2 separate regions of the Pan paniscus genome follow, and region 2 is linked to region 1. A link is a contact called in public Hi-C data. All regions are on one chromosome and are shown on one strand. The core of a region is the stretch at or near the end of the contact, and the rest is flanking DNA. Distances in the headings are between cores, read along the strand shown. Region 1 overlaps RIPOR2 (RHO family interacting cell polarization regulator 2). Region 2 has its middle 57 kb from the start of RIPOR2.

Evidence for each region. Hi-C and Micro-C count contacts between places; a contact is called where the count stands out from the background.
Region 2: a contact with region 1 is called in a Hi-C map of induced pluripotent stem cells, with 2.7 times the contacts expected there. The contact joins two enhancer-like sites. A contact is called at or near these places in 2 of 3 Hi-C or Micro-C datasets (fibroblasts and induced pluripotent stem cells).

The regions. Positions count from the first base shown.
Region 1 is chr5:39,504,615-39,511,244 of NHGRI_mPanPan1-v2.0_pri, reverse strand. It overlaps RIPOR2 (RHO family interacting cell polarization regulator 2), which reads left to right. Exons shown (of 23, transcript XM_034961558.4): 7 at 482-631; 8 at 4,897-4,960. Among named protein-coding and RNA genes, the nearest start is that of ARMH2, 58 kb to the right of the region's middle. Within about 2 kb of position 3,789, at least 1 of the 2 cell types and tissues checked has open chromatin away from gene starts, as enhancers often do.
Region 2 is chr5:39,635,479-39,641,652 of NHGRI_mPanPan1-v2.0_pri, reverse strand. No RefSeq gene overlaps it. Among named protein-coding and RNA genes, the nearest start is that of RIPOR2, 57 kb to the right of the region's middle. Within about 2 kb of position 4,137, at least 1 of the 2 cell types and tissues checked has open chromatin away from gene starts, as enhancers often do.

The sequences.
Region 1 (6,630 bases), core at 2,540-5,039:
TGTACAAACCCTTTCAGTGTTTGTTCTATATACAGAAGGCTCTCATCTTCCTTATTTAATACTTACAGTCTTATTTAATACTTAATTATTTTTATTATTTAATACTTATTTGTTTAATACTTATTTAATACTTACAGAAAGCTCTCATCTTTCTTATTTAATACTTACAGTCCACCCATGAACCCACAAAGTCACCTGGGAGTCATTTTAAACAATTCCAATGATAGCCTCAAACAATGCAAGAGAGGCACTTCCCTTTTGCATAATTTGAAAACAGGATTAGAGCAAAATCTGTTTTGAGACAAAATGTATCACAGTGGCTACAATAAAAATGATTGGTCCCTATCTAAAAGGATAATACTTCTACAGGATTCTCTTTGTAGAGGTCAGAAATATAAAGTAAATTAAGCATGTAACAATGATCTATGTATTTTCTTTCAAGCCTGACATTTATTTCTGTTTCCTGTTTTGATTCTGGCAGGTAGATGAACTCTATGAAGCTTATTGTATCCAGCGACGCCTCCAGGATGGTGCCAGCAAAATGAAGCAAGCCTTCGCAACATCCCCTGCCAGCAAAGCTGCCCGGGAGAGTCTGACAGAGATCAATCGGAGCTTCAAGGAGTACACAGAGGTATAACTCACTAACCTGCTTAAGTTGCCGAATCCCATCTGGCCTGGTGTGAATTGTTGGTAATTGCCAAGAACAAGGCAAACAGCAACCCACAACCTCATTCCACCCTCTGGAAAGATAGGTTTTACTGTTAGCCTAAAAAGTATGCAAGAAAGGCAATCGGTAGAATTGCTTAAAATGAATGAATAAGCTGGGAGTGGTGGCACGTGCCTGTAGTCCTAGTTATTCAAGAGGCTGAGGCAAGAGCATTGCTTGAGCCCAGGAGTTCAAGGCTGCGGTGAGCTACGATCGCGCCACTGCACTCCAGCCTGGGTGACAGAGCGAGGCCACATCTCTAAAATAAAATAAAATGAATGCGTAAACCACATTGCCCTGATTTGTGTCATTTAAACACACTTCTAAATATTCTAGTGTAAATCGAGCCTAGTTTTATCCCTGGAAGTGGAGCAGACCCTATGGTTCAGATAGCTACACTGGATGTCAGTGTTGGATCAGTAACCCTCTGCCTACAATGTTTTTTTTAATTGTGAGAAATTTTTATCATAAAGGAGCCAAGATTAAGAACCATGAACAGAAGTGTGCTTTCCTGGTTTCCAACTCTCTGGGGCCCAAGCATCTGACATAGAGAGGTCTTCACTCCTCCTGAGGTCACCTAATACCAATGTCTTTGATGAAATGACTAAATTATTAAAGCAGCACTCCTCACTATCCCATGAGTCTTTGTTCAGAGATCAGATTTCATGAATGAAGTCATCAGCCTGTAGAGGGTCTGTTGGACAATTCCCAGAGCTGAGCATCTGGTTCAGCCCTGGGATCAGAAGGACAGCTTGGATGACTGTCAGTAGGATCCCTTTGTGTGTACACTCCCATGTTGCCTCTTGTCTAAACCAAGTTTCTCTCTTTATTTGACTTAAAGCAGGGCTTCTTTACCTAAGTTCCTCCTTTAGAATAATTTTTTTATTATTTTTTGAGAGATAGAGTCTTGCTCTGTCACACAGGCTGCAGTGCAGTGGTGCGATCTTGGCTCACTGCAATCTCTGCCTCCCGGGTTCAAGTGATTCTCCTGCCTCAGCTTCCCAAGTACCTCTCCTGCCTCAGCTTCCCAAGTAGCTGGGACTACAGGTGTGTGCCACCACACCCGGCTAATTTTTGTATTTTTAGTAGAGACGGAGTTTTACTATACGTTGGCCAGGCTGGTCTCGAACTCCTGATCTCAGGTGATCCGCTAGCCTCTGCCTCCCAAAGTGCTGGGATTACAGGCGTGAGCCACTGAGCCCGGCCTAGAATAATGTTTTTTAAATGCATAAAATAAAATACATAGGAATTGAAAAGAAGAAAATATATTGAAACACAGTTATTTCAATATCATCAGTATAGTTTTCAAAATATTTCAAAAGTCAAATATGTGACATAGTTCTATGCTGCTGCTTTATTAACACATCAAATTATAAGATCTAGTAGTGGCTCTAATAACTACTGAAACATCAAAGTAATGAAAAGTATAAATGATTTTTTAAAAAGTTATCTGCAATAAATAATGTGACATGAACATATATGTGATTTCTATCAGTGTCAAAGTCACAGGTATGGCTAATACTGCTGTGGCTTGTTTTCTACCTTCATCATACCTAAACATGTTTAATTTCAGTTAAATGATAGTGAAAATAAAGATCTGACTCTTCCCACCCTCCCCCATCCTACTTTATAGAGCTGCAGATTGAAAATTCCTGGCCTAGAAGCAGTCCTAGTTCACGAGACCCCACTTCTACAGATCTCTGAAATGAGGAGAGCCGTTTCCAATTATAAAGGATGTTTATAGGACAAATGCAGATAACTGACCAGCAGAATGCAGGGGCTGCCTTTGTTGGCATATTTGCAGGTCATTTCAGACACAGCCACCCTTGATCAAGTGCCAGGGCATGGCATCATGACCTTGCTCACAAATTCAAAGACATAGAGTGCAATTTAAACTGCCTTAGAGAAGAAAGAAGTCCAGGGCTTCTGTAGCCTCATACCTCATTTGGTATCAGGTGGTTTTATATCCTCATGGCCGGGTGCAGCGGCTTATACCTGTAATCCCAGCACTTTGGGAGGCCAAGTTGGGAGGTTCACTTGAGGTCAGGAGTTCAAGACTAGCCCAGCCAACATAGCGAAACCCCGTCTCTACTAAAAATACAAAAATTAGCCGGGCGTGGTGGCGGGCACCTGTAATCCCAGCTACTCGTGAGGCTGAGGCAGGAGAATCGCTTGAACCTGGGAGGCGGAGGTTGCAGTGAGCTGAGACAGCGCCGCTATACTCCAGCCTGGGTGACAGATAGAGACTCTATCTCAAAAAAACAAAAAAGCAAGAAAGAAATACATCCTCACATAACCACAAAAGCCAGCATGTTATTATGATGATGGTTTAAAATGAGGATTTAACAATGAGGTCAAGGTGGCTCAGGTGCTTTTGCGTGTGCAGCAATGTTCATCAGTGGCTGTGGGTGGGGGGGGGTGCCAGGGGGTCGGGGGAGGAAAATTTTGACCATGGATGTCCTCAAGTCTTAACCTAGCTGCTCTCACGTTTTTCAGAGATACTGGTAGCAATCCTGACATGCATGATAGCATAGTTGATATGTCTGGAAACTGTGTTTCTTCACAGAAGTGCCCAATACTCTGAGGAAATAAATTGGTTTATAATACTGAGGCTTTGTTTTCAAGGCTTTCAAGCTACACAGAGCTCAGACTTCAGGAAGTTTTCCCCAGCCTTGCTAGCTAGTTCAGGTAGTGAGAATTTACAAGGGAAAAAGCAATGCCATTCTCTTTGCATCCCATGAGAGTGATCATTTGGAGCAGAACAAAGAAACATAGAAGAATCAGAACCTCTAGGCTGAGGTCCTCAGCATACAGAATTCAAATGGAAGCAATACCAGCCTGCACTAATCAAGCTGGCCATGCTTTTGTCAGTGAGGCCACCCTCGAACCCCTAGCCTTGTGGGAGGCTGGCAACTGAGGGAGAAGCCTGCAGACATCACCCTGCATCAAGCTTCAGTGGAGACTGCTGCTTAGCATAGCAGAGGCAGAATCCAGATTGTAAGCTGGTCAAGCAGCAGAAGGGCCTCCCTGGGGATGGCCCATGGCCGCAGCACTTTCCCTTTTCATTTCTAACTGCAATTGTTCTATTTAGGTCCTCAGGTATTGAGGAAGTAGGGTGAGGGTAGTTATGTATCTAACCACATGCACAGATGGTGTTACTCCTTCTCTCTATCCTGTTCCTTCAACATCAAAGAGAAGACCCTTGTCAGACCCAAAAATAATTTTTGGGGTGCTGTAGGTTTGCAGTAGGAAGTCTGCCTTACTCACTTGAGCAGAATTCAGCCCTTGTGCTCTTTTGGCCCCAAATTTTTAAGAAAAATTTCAAACCTATAGAAAAATTGAAAGACTAGTACATTGAACACCATATGCCTTTATCTAGATTTACCAATCGGTAATATTTGGCCATATTTGTTTTCCCTCTCTCTCATATGATCAAATCCCCCTCAAGTCATTTGACAGTAAGTGATAGACATCATGACATTTCACCCCATATGTATTTTAACCTGGATCTCTTTTTAAAATTTATTTGTAATTGGCAAATAAAAACTACATATTTATGGTATACAACATGATGTTTTGAAGTGTGTATGCACAGAAATATGTAATACAATGGCTAAATCAAGCCAGGGATCTCTTAATAGTAACCTGTGGAATATCTACATTTCCTACATAACCACATACCATTACCACAACCAAGAAAATTGACAATCATCCCATAGAATTATATAACATATTGTCCATTTTCAAGTTTTCCCTATTTGGATCAATAATGTCTTTTATAAATGTTTTGATTTATTTACTTTCAAATCAGGATATTATCAAGGTTAAGTTGTTACATTTGGTGATTATGTTTGTCTAGTCTCTTTATGTAGAAATTTTTTCCCCTATGATACTGCCTTTTTGTAGAATTCATGCTAATTCCTATAGACTACCCCACATTCTGAATGTGTCTATTTTTGATATAATCTGACTTGCTCATCTATGCCCTAAATTTCCTGTACACTAAAAGGTGGGCTTAGACTCAGATCAAACATTTTGTCAAGAATGTTTCTTAGGCTGTGCTGTGTGGAGCAAACAGGTAAATGCTTCTCGTTGTTCACGCAGTGGTTGTGCTGCTGTTCGAACGTCGTGTGCTTTGAGCTGTTGGGTGAAAGGCTAGCTCTCATGATCGTCTCCTGTCCTCTTTGCAGAATATGTGCACCATTGAAGCGGAGCTAGAGAATCTGCTGGGAGAATTCTCCATCAAGATGAAAGGTATTATTTTCCTTGTTTAGAGAGAATAAGGAGCCATCTCTGCAGAGTGCAGAGCTCCTTGAAGTTTGAGAGCCCATGCTATTTTTATTTTTCTTGCAAAGACGCAGCGCCACCCACTCTCAACCCACCCCATTTTTGATAGTTTACTGATGCTTCTCATCCTGAGGCTTACCTACACACACAAAAATATTATGACAGAATCTCAAACACACACAGAAGTGGAGAGAACATTATAATGAACCCCCATAAACCCATCACCTAGATGTAATAATTAGCAAGATTTTGCCACATTTGCTCCATCTCTTTGCTTTTGTTTTTCCTTTGATAAAAGAGAAGTCCTTTGATGAAATAAAACCCAGATATGTCAGTCTGCTGCTATACACTTCAGTACGCATCTCTTAAAGCATGGGGCTGTCATCTTACATAACCTCGATGCCAAGTACTGTCACATTTTCACAGTTAACAAAAATAATAAACCCTGGTTATTAACCCATTCCATTATCAGATTTCCCCCGTTGTCTCAAAAATGCCTTGTACATTTGATTAGTTCAAATTAGGATCCCAACAAGGTCCATGCATTACAATTGGTTGTTAGGTATATCTTTTAGATTTCCTTTAATCTAAAACAAACCTCTCCCCCTCTTTTTTTCTACCCTTGACTTGCTGTAGAAACCATTGTTGTACAGAATGTCCCACATTCTAGCTTGTCTGTTGGCTTCTTTGGGGTGATCTTTAAATTCTTCCTTTAGCTCCTCATGTTTCTAGCAAACTAACTGTGAAATTTTGTAAATCTTGGTGTTAAACCCACAGAGAATTTTTCCCCTCCCAGTGCCTTTCTGGTATTTATTCCAGAAAGTTCCAAACTAGACACATTATTGAGTTAAACCACAGCATCTTCAGAACAAAAACGAAGTCTGGTTTTAGAAAATAGAGCATTGCTCAGGTGTTGTCAGATTTACGGCTCAGTGGCCAGGCATGGCTGTCAAATGAGCGGCCATCACAGCAAGTCAATTTCTCTTCCAAGTTTTGGCCCATCTGACTGCAGTGAAGAGGGCTGGTGCTTATGCAATTCTGAGGTTTCTTAGCAGCTTGATCCCTGGGTTGCTAATGGGGATTTAATCACCCTCTTTCTACTTTCTGCAATTAAGGGAGTAAAGAAAGGAGACTTTTTTTTGAAAGGTCTCGACAGGAGGGCTTCATTTTCCAATGAATCATCTAACTCAGGAGGGAAATTATTCTGTCAAGCACTAGGCACTGACATGTGAGAGCCTGTCTGAGAATACCTGGAATATAAATGACCTTGACCCTCAGCTTCCCAAATGGCTGCATGCTTCTCTTCCGGCAGATCCGGTAGGGAATCAGTTTAGTATTCAGTGTTAAGTTTCAACACTTGCTTTGCTACTGAGTCTGGCATCTGTGCTTTTTTCCATTTTTTAGATCCATTCTCTACATTTTTGGGTCCTCACTTGAGTCAGTGGTTCCAAAATCACGCAGGTCCATAGTCCCACGTGGGCCCTGGAATTTTTATTTTAACTTTGAGGATGATTCTATCAGCAGCCTGATCAATTCTGGAAAATAACTGCCCTGAATCAGTGTTTAGCAAAAAACCTTCCCTCTACTTCCCCCAACTCTCAGACGCCACCCACACAGACTAGCACAGTCGCAGAGTC
Region 2 (6,174 bases), core at 2,888-5,387, 130 kb before region 1:
CATGGAAATAAAGGAATTTTATTTTCTAGGTTAAAAATATCACTCTAGGCCAGGCGTGGTGGCTCACGCCTATAATCCCAGCACTTTGGGAGGCCGAGGCAGGTGGATCACGAGGTCAGGAGATCAAGACCATCCTGGCTAACACGGTGAAACCTCGTCTCTACTAAAAATACAAAAAATTAGCCGGGCGTGGTGATGGGCGCCTGTAGTCCCAGCTCCTAGAGAGGCTGAGGCAGGAGAATGGCATGAACCCGGGAGGCGGAGCTTGTAGTGAGCCAAGATCACGCCACTGCACTCCAGCCTGGGCGACAGAGCGAGATTCCATCTCAAAAAAAAAAAAAAATCACTCTAGTTGCAGATTTGAGAGTAGATTTGGGATGTTAGATCTTCATAGAAACATCTGTATTTATACAGATATAAAATATCCCTTGGGGAATTGCTATGAACTTTATTAAAATGGTTCACAATATAAAGAATGACTTGAGAACATATAAGAGGTACCTTGTATGTTGTATTCTCTGTAAGCAGAGCTTTGTGGAGTTGTGCGAGACTGCAGCCCTGCCACCTTCATTCCAAGTTCACTTCCCTGATGCTCCTATGGCACAGAATCTAGAGGATGACAAACTGTGTACAAGGGGTGGATTGAGTTGCCGGGATTGGCAGTTTCCCAGGCAAGGCCTGGCTGTCCAGAGTCCTCCCTCCCCGTGGCCACTTGCCCCTACTCCCTTCCCCCAGTGATGCCACCCAGGAATAGCACACTTTATCCAACCAAATGGCTTCCCTCTGGGACCATTTCTCTTCTGTCCTGATGGACCCTTTGAGACAATTCATTGCCCCTTCAGCAGCTCCTACTGCTGAAGCCTCACCCTCCTCTACAGCCACATCCACCCCAGGAAAAGTCTCTGTGCACTCCCAGGCTGAGGACCCCTTTAGAGGCAAAGCAAACAGCAGAGCCAGGGAGCCTATTAAGGCTGGGGTCCTGCTCTCTAGCACAAAACCCTCATAATAAGAAGAGAAGATGATGCAGAAAGGAAAGGAAAAGTCCCCACGCTGGTAGCTCAGGCCTAGTTCCCAGCCCTTCTTCCTCAGAACCAGATGGCTCCCTGGATTTAGAGTATCCCCTAGTGGCCTCAGCAACCAAATTCTGCATGGCAGAGAGGATGGTTGGCCACAGACACTGGGGCCATATACATCACAGTATAATGTCTAAACAAAATGTGAGCTCCATTGGCTGTCAGAGTTCACTGTGAATCAATACATCCAAGAAATGGGAAGAGAGAGACAGAGATAATCCTCATTTTAAGATAAAGAGTTAAGCTCAAGTAGAGATGGGGCAAGTGTAGACCAAATTAGGATGCTTGGAGTATGTTTCTGGTATGCAAGTTTCATGGTGCTATTGGTCATTAGCACTGGCCCAGGGAGCCAGGGAACATTGTTCCACCCCAGGTTTCAGAACCCAAAACTTTGCCTTATGGTGGCCACAGACACCCCAAACCATGTCCCATCACTCTCATGAGTACCCCAATGTCTTCTCCCACATCCTTCAAGTCCCTTCTTCTTTGCTCTTCTACAGGTGAGAATAAAGGTAGAAAAATCGAAAGTGGGCTAGGGAGCAGCAATGGTGATCAGAGCCATTACAACAGATCGGAAATGCTTTCAGCACCACTTTACCTGCAAATGGCTTTCAACATCCCAGTCTCCTCATGGCTTAGCACATGGTGTTTTTGATGGAAATAAGGTGCTATATTGTGATACACTCTAAGATGCTGCAAAGAAACGTGATCAGACCTTCAAATGGTATTACCTGATCTGTACTTTCTTTGATTTGTGTTGGTCCAGACCTTCACTAATTTACAAAATAGAAGCTTAGTCTTCTCTCTCCTTAACATCCCCTTTATATCCCTTTACCTTTTTTCTTGATGTGTCTTCCTCAGTCTCAAAGAGTCCAGTTCCTCATATCCTCTTATTCCTATCACCTTAAAAAACCTACTCTTTGGAAATTATCTGTTTCCCAATTACTATAACTCAGAAATTACTGTGTGTCATACCTTTGTCTGGGAGCTTACATTTTAACAAAGAACAATACATTTAGCCAAAGGAATGGCACTGTGAGTGAAATGTTAGGTACCAGTTAACTCAAGAATCAACTCTTATCTTGGGCTGAACTACAAGTTAATTGATTAAATAGTCTGTTAAAAATTTAATGAGATTTTTAAAATGATACCAAATCAAAATTTAAAGCAAGCATTAGCAGAATTGCTCTCAAAGAGTCAGATAGTAAATATTGTCATCTTTGGGGGATATGCAATTTGTGAGACTGTTCAACTCTGCCTTCGTAATGTGAATGCAGCCATAGAAAATACATTAACAAATGGACATGACTGTTTAATATAACTTTATTTACAACAAGCAAACAATTGGCAGACTGAATTTGGCCTTGCCGTCAGGTCACAGTTTGAAGACCTCTGATATAGGATACTTCTTTGAATTACTGAAAGTGAGCATGTGCATAGGCACATGTGTGCACGCACACACACACCATTAACCTCTTTCATGAAAATCAAGTTATTGGGCTAAATGCCCCACTTAAAAGGCACAGAGTGGCAAGCTGGATAAAAAAGCAAGACCCAATGGTATGCTGTCTTTAAGAGAGCCATCTCACACATAATGACACTCATAGGCTTAAAATAAAAGGATGGAGGAAAATCTACCAAGCAAATGGAAAACGGAAAAAGAAGCATGGATTGCAACCCTAATTTCAGACAAAACATATTTCAAACCAAGAAAGGGGAGAAAAAGACAAAGAAGGGCATTACATAATGGTAAAGGCTTCAATTCAACAAGAAGGTCTAACTATCCTAAATATATCTGCACCCAACACAGGAGCACCCAGATTCATAAAGCAAGTTCTTAGAGACCTACAAAGAGAAAACCATTCAAAAGATCAATGAATCTCAGAGGTGGTTTTTTCGAAAAATTAATAAAGTAGGCCACTAGCTAGGCTAATAAAGAATAGAGAGAAGATCAGATAAACACAATTAGAAATGCTGAACAAAATGTTACTATTGACCTGACAGAAATACAAACAACAAAATATTACTATTGACCTGACAGAAATACAAACAACAAACAAATTTGTCTTCCATTCAAAGATATCCTTATTGCAGGTGTTTTACAATAAAGGCCATTCCCTGGTGGCACTTTGTTTGCTTGGCTCATAGGATATTTAAGTTTGAATTGCTGTCGTTGTTTTAAAATCATGAGGTTTTACATGTAAATCCAGATTTGTACCAGTACCATGCTGTTTTGGTTACTATAGCCTTGTAGTATATTTTGAAGTCTAGTAATGCGATGCCTCCAGCTTTATTCTTTTTGCTTAGGATTGCCTTGGCTATTAGGGCTCTTTTTAGTTCTGTATAAAGTTTAAAATAGTTGTTTCTAGTTCTGTGAAGAATGTTATTGGCAGTTTGATAGGAATAGCATTGAATATGTAAATTGCTTTGGGCAGTATGGCCATTTTAATGATATTGATTCTTCCTATTCATAAGCATGAGATTTTTTCTATTTGTGTCTTCTCTGATTTCTTTGATTAGTGTTTTGTAATTCTCATTGTAGAGATCTTTCACCTACCTGGTCAGCCGTTTTCCTAGGTATTTTATTCTTTTTGTGGCAATTGTGACTTGGATTGCCTTCTGATTTGGTTCTTGGTTTGGCTGTTGCTAGTGTATAGGAATACTAGTGATTTTTGGGCATTGATTTTGTATCCTGCAACTTTGCTGAAGTTGTTTATCAGGTGGAGGAGCATTTGCTCTTGGAACCATGCAAAGTGAGGAGTACCTGTAATGTCTTCTGCGTGATAAGACAAATTATGAAAATTTCATGAGAGCTAAGATTTAGAATGGACTATAAAGGTCACTCAAGCCAAGTGGACTCCAAAGGAAGGATCTCCTCCTATAGTACCTTGTTTTGTGACCATTTGCAGAGCTCTTGAGAAAAAACCATTATCAAATGCTTTCCTAACTCAGTGCACAGATTCTTAGCAAAAACCTGTTAATACAACACTCTGACCACCAGGTGGAGTGTCAGGCTCCCTGTCTTGCCCCCTAGGGCTTTGGTGTCAAGAGCCAAAGCTTTTAAAATATCATAGTGGATGCAAAATGAATTGAAACTCTGAGTCCACGTGGTGAACTCTCTCTGTGGAGCTCTCTTATCTCAGAAATCAGGTACAAGAAGAGGGTGTGGGGCTGCTTCCTGCCTGGATGGGGTTAGCTTCCCTCGGAAGGTCTGGAGTAAGCAGGTTAGACCAACTCACCTAACTCTTCCCTTGACCAGCTGTCTCTAGGATGCTATTCTTTTTTTTCCTTTGAGGGTTTCATTAAAACCCTTTAAGCTGAGGTTTGGATATGGGTCTGGGAGATACAGAGGCCACTTAGCCAGTTTTGGTGGCCACCTAATCTAAGCAGAGGACTTCTCAGGGCTCCAAGAGGCCCAGCACACTGGGGGCCCACAGTGAGGTTTGGTTGTGAATTCCATAAACCTAAATCCATAGGTGGGATTTCATGGATGGCGTTCAGCCACTGTGCATAGATGTCCCTTGGTTACCTAGCAGGGGGACATAATCATAGCATTTAGCTGGTTGAGGTTTCCAGAATTCTGGATCCTATCTGTCTTGTGGGAAATTACCTTGTTGCAATGTACCTCCTAGTATACCACCAGACAAGCTACCCAAGAAGTCACACAACAGAATGGCTCACAGACTAAATTAAAATTCTCAAATTATATAGGTTATTAAAACAATTTAAAATACATAGCAAGAAGAGATCTGGTAAGGTAATGTAAAATAGAGGGCAAGTAGGGTGAAAGAATAATATTATCTGAATCCTACGGTGTACAAAGTTTTTATGTCCTCTCTCTCAGCTGCATCAGCCTTCAACACTGAAGCTATGATTATAAAGACCAGACCTACCTGAGGTTTGAGCAAGGGCTCTACAAGCAGAAGGTTCCCAGGGCTAATGACGCATGCTTGTTAGAAAGACACAGGAACAGGGCCATGTATGCCTGGCTGCAATTGTAGCTCATTGATTAGACTATTGAACAGCCATGGGTTTTATTTGTGCCTTGGACAGAGAACATGTGGGTCATGATAGGTACCACCAATGGCTGGCCAAATTAAAGTGTTATGAACATTGAGTGCGCATGCATATTTTATGTATCCTGAGCATTTGGATTTTATTGTGTATTTAGAGCTTCATATGTCTGATGTACATTTGGTGCCCAAGTGCCTCGTGTATATTTATGATCTCATAAAATACTAGGATTTTCCTGGCCCATCCATTCTTTTCTATCTATATTTAACATACACGTGCTCTACTAAGTACTTTACTTAACACCCCTTATGAGCTTATGACATATCCCATTTCTTTTTTTCCTTCTACAGCATAGCTGAATGTTCTCAAACAATGCAACAAATGCACACTATGAGTCACCCTTAGAGTATTCAGTCCTCTCATTCTAATACATCATACAGATAAGTTTAAACTATAAACCATCATTGTCATAGTAAACAATATTGAAACAGTGGCTTTTAAACTATTCACTCGTATCAATATAAGTCCAATCAGTCCACTTTTTTCAGAAGCCCCAGGGTACGACTCACGATTGTGGCTTCTTGAGACCATGAGGCCATATGAAGCTCTGAGCATCCAGGTATCACATCTTTGTCATCAGCTCTAATTGTCTGCAATGTTGGAGTTCCTCTTTTGGTATTGACTTCTTATTTGCTGATTTATCTTTTCTACATCATTAGAAGCATTATCAATGATGTTTTTGCAAATATCCACCTATTAAAGTTGATTTGGTCTTGTCCTTTGACACGTCCAGAAACTAAGACCTTTATCTTTTCAGCACACTGAGACGTTATTGCCTAAAAGCACATGTTACAATATGACTACAAACATCATTTTGGATAAGCCAACTCTTTCATTTGAGAAAATGTCCAGGAACCGAAAGTGAGGATTTTATTTTTGATATAGTATGTTTTGTTGCATTTGGCCTGTTTTATTTATATTGACACAACAAAAGGTATTTATTTATTTATTTTTATTTTTATTTTTGAGACTCATGCTGTAGCCCAGGGTGAAGTGCAATGGCATGATCTCGGCTCACTGCAACCTC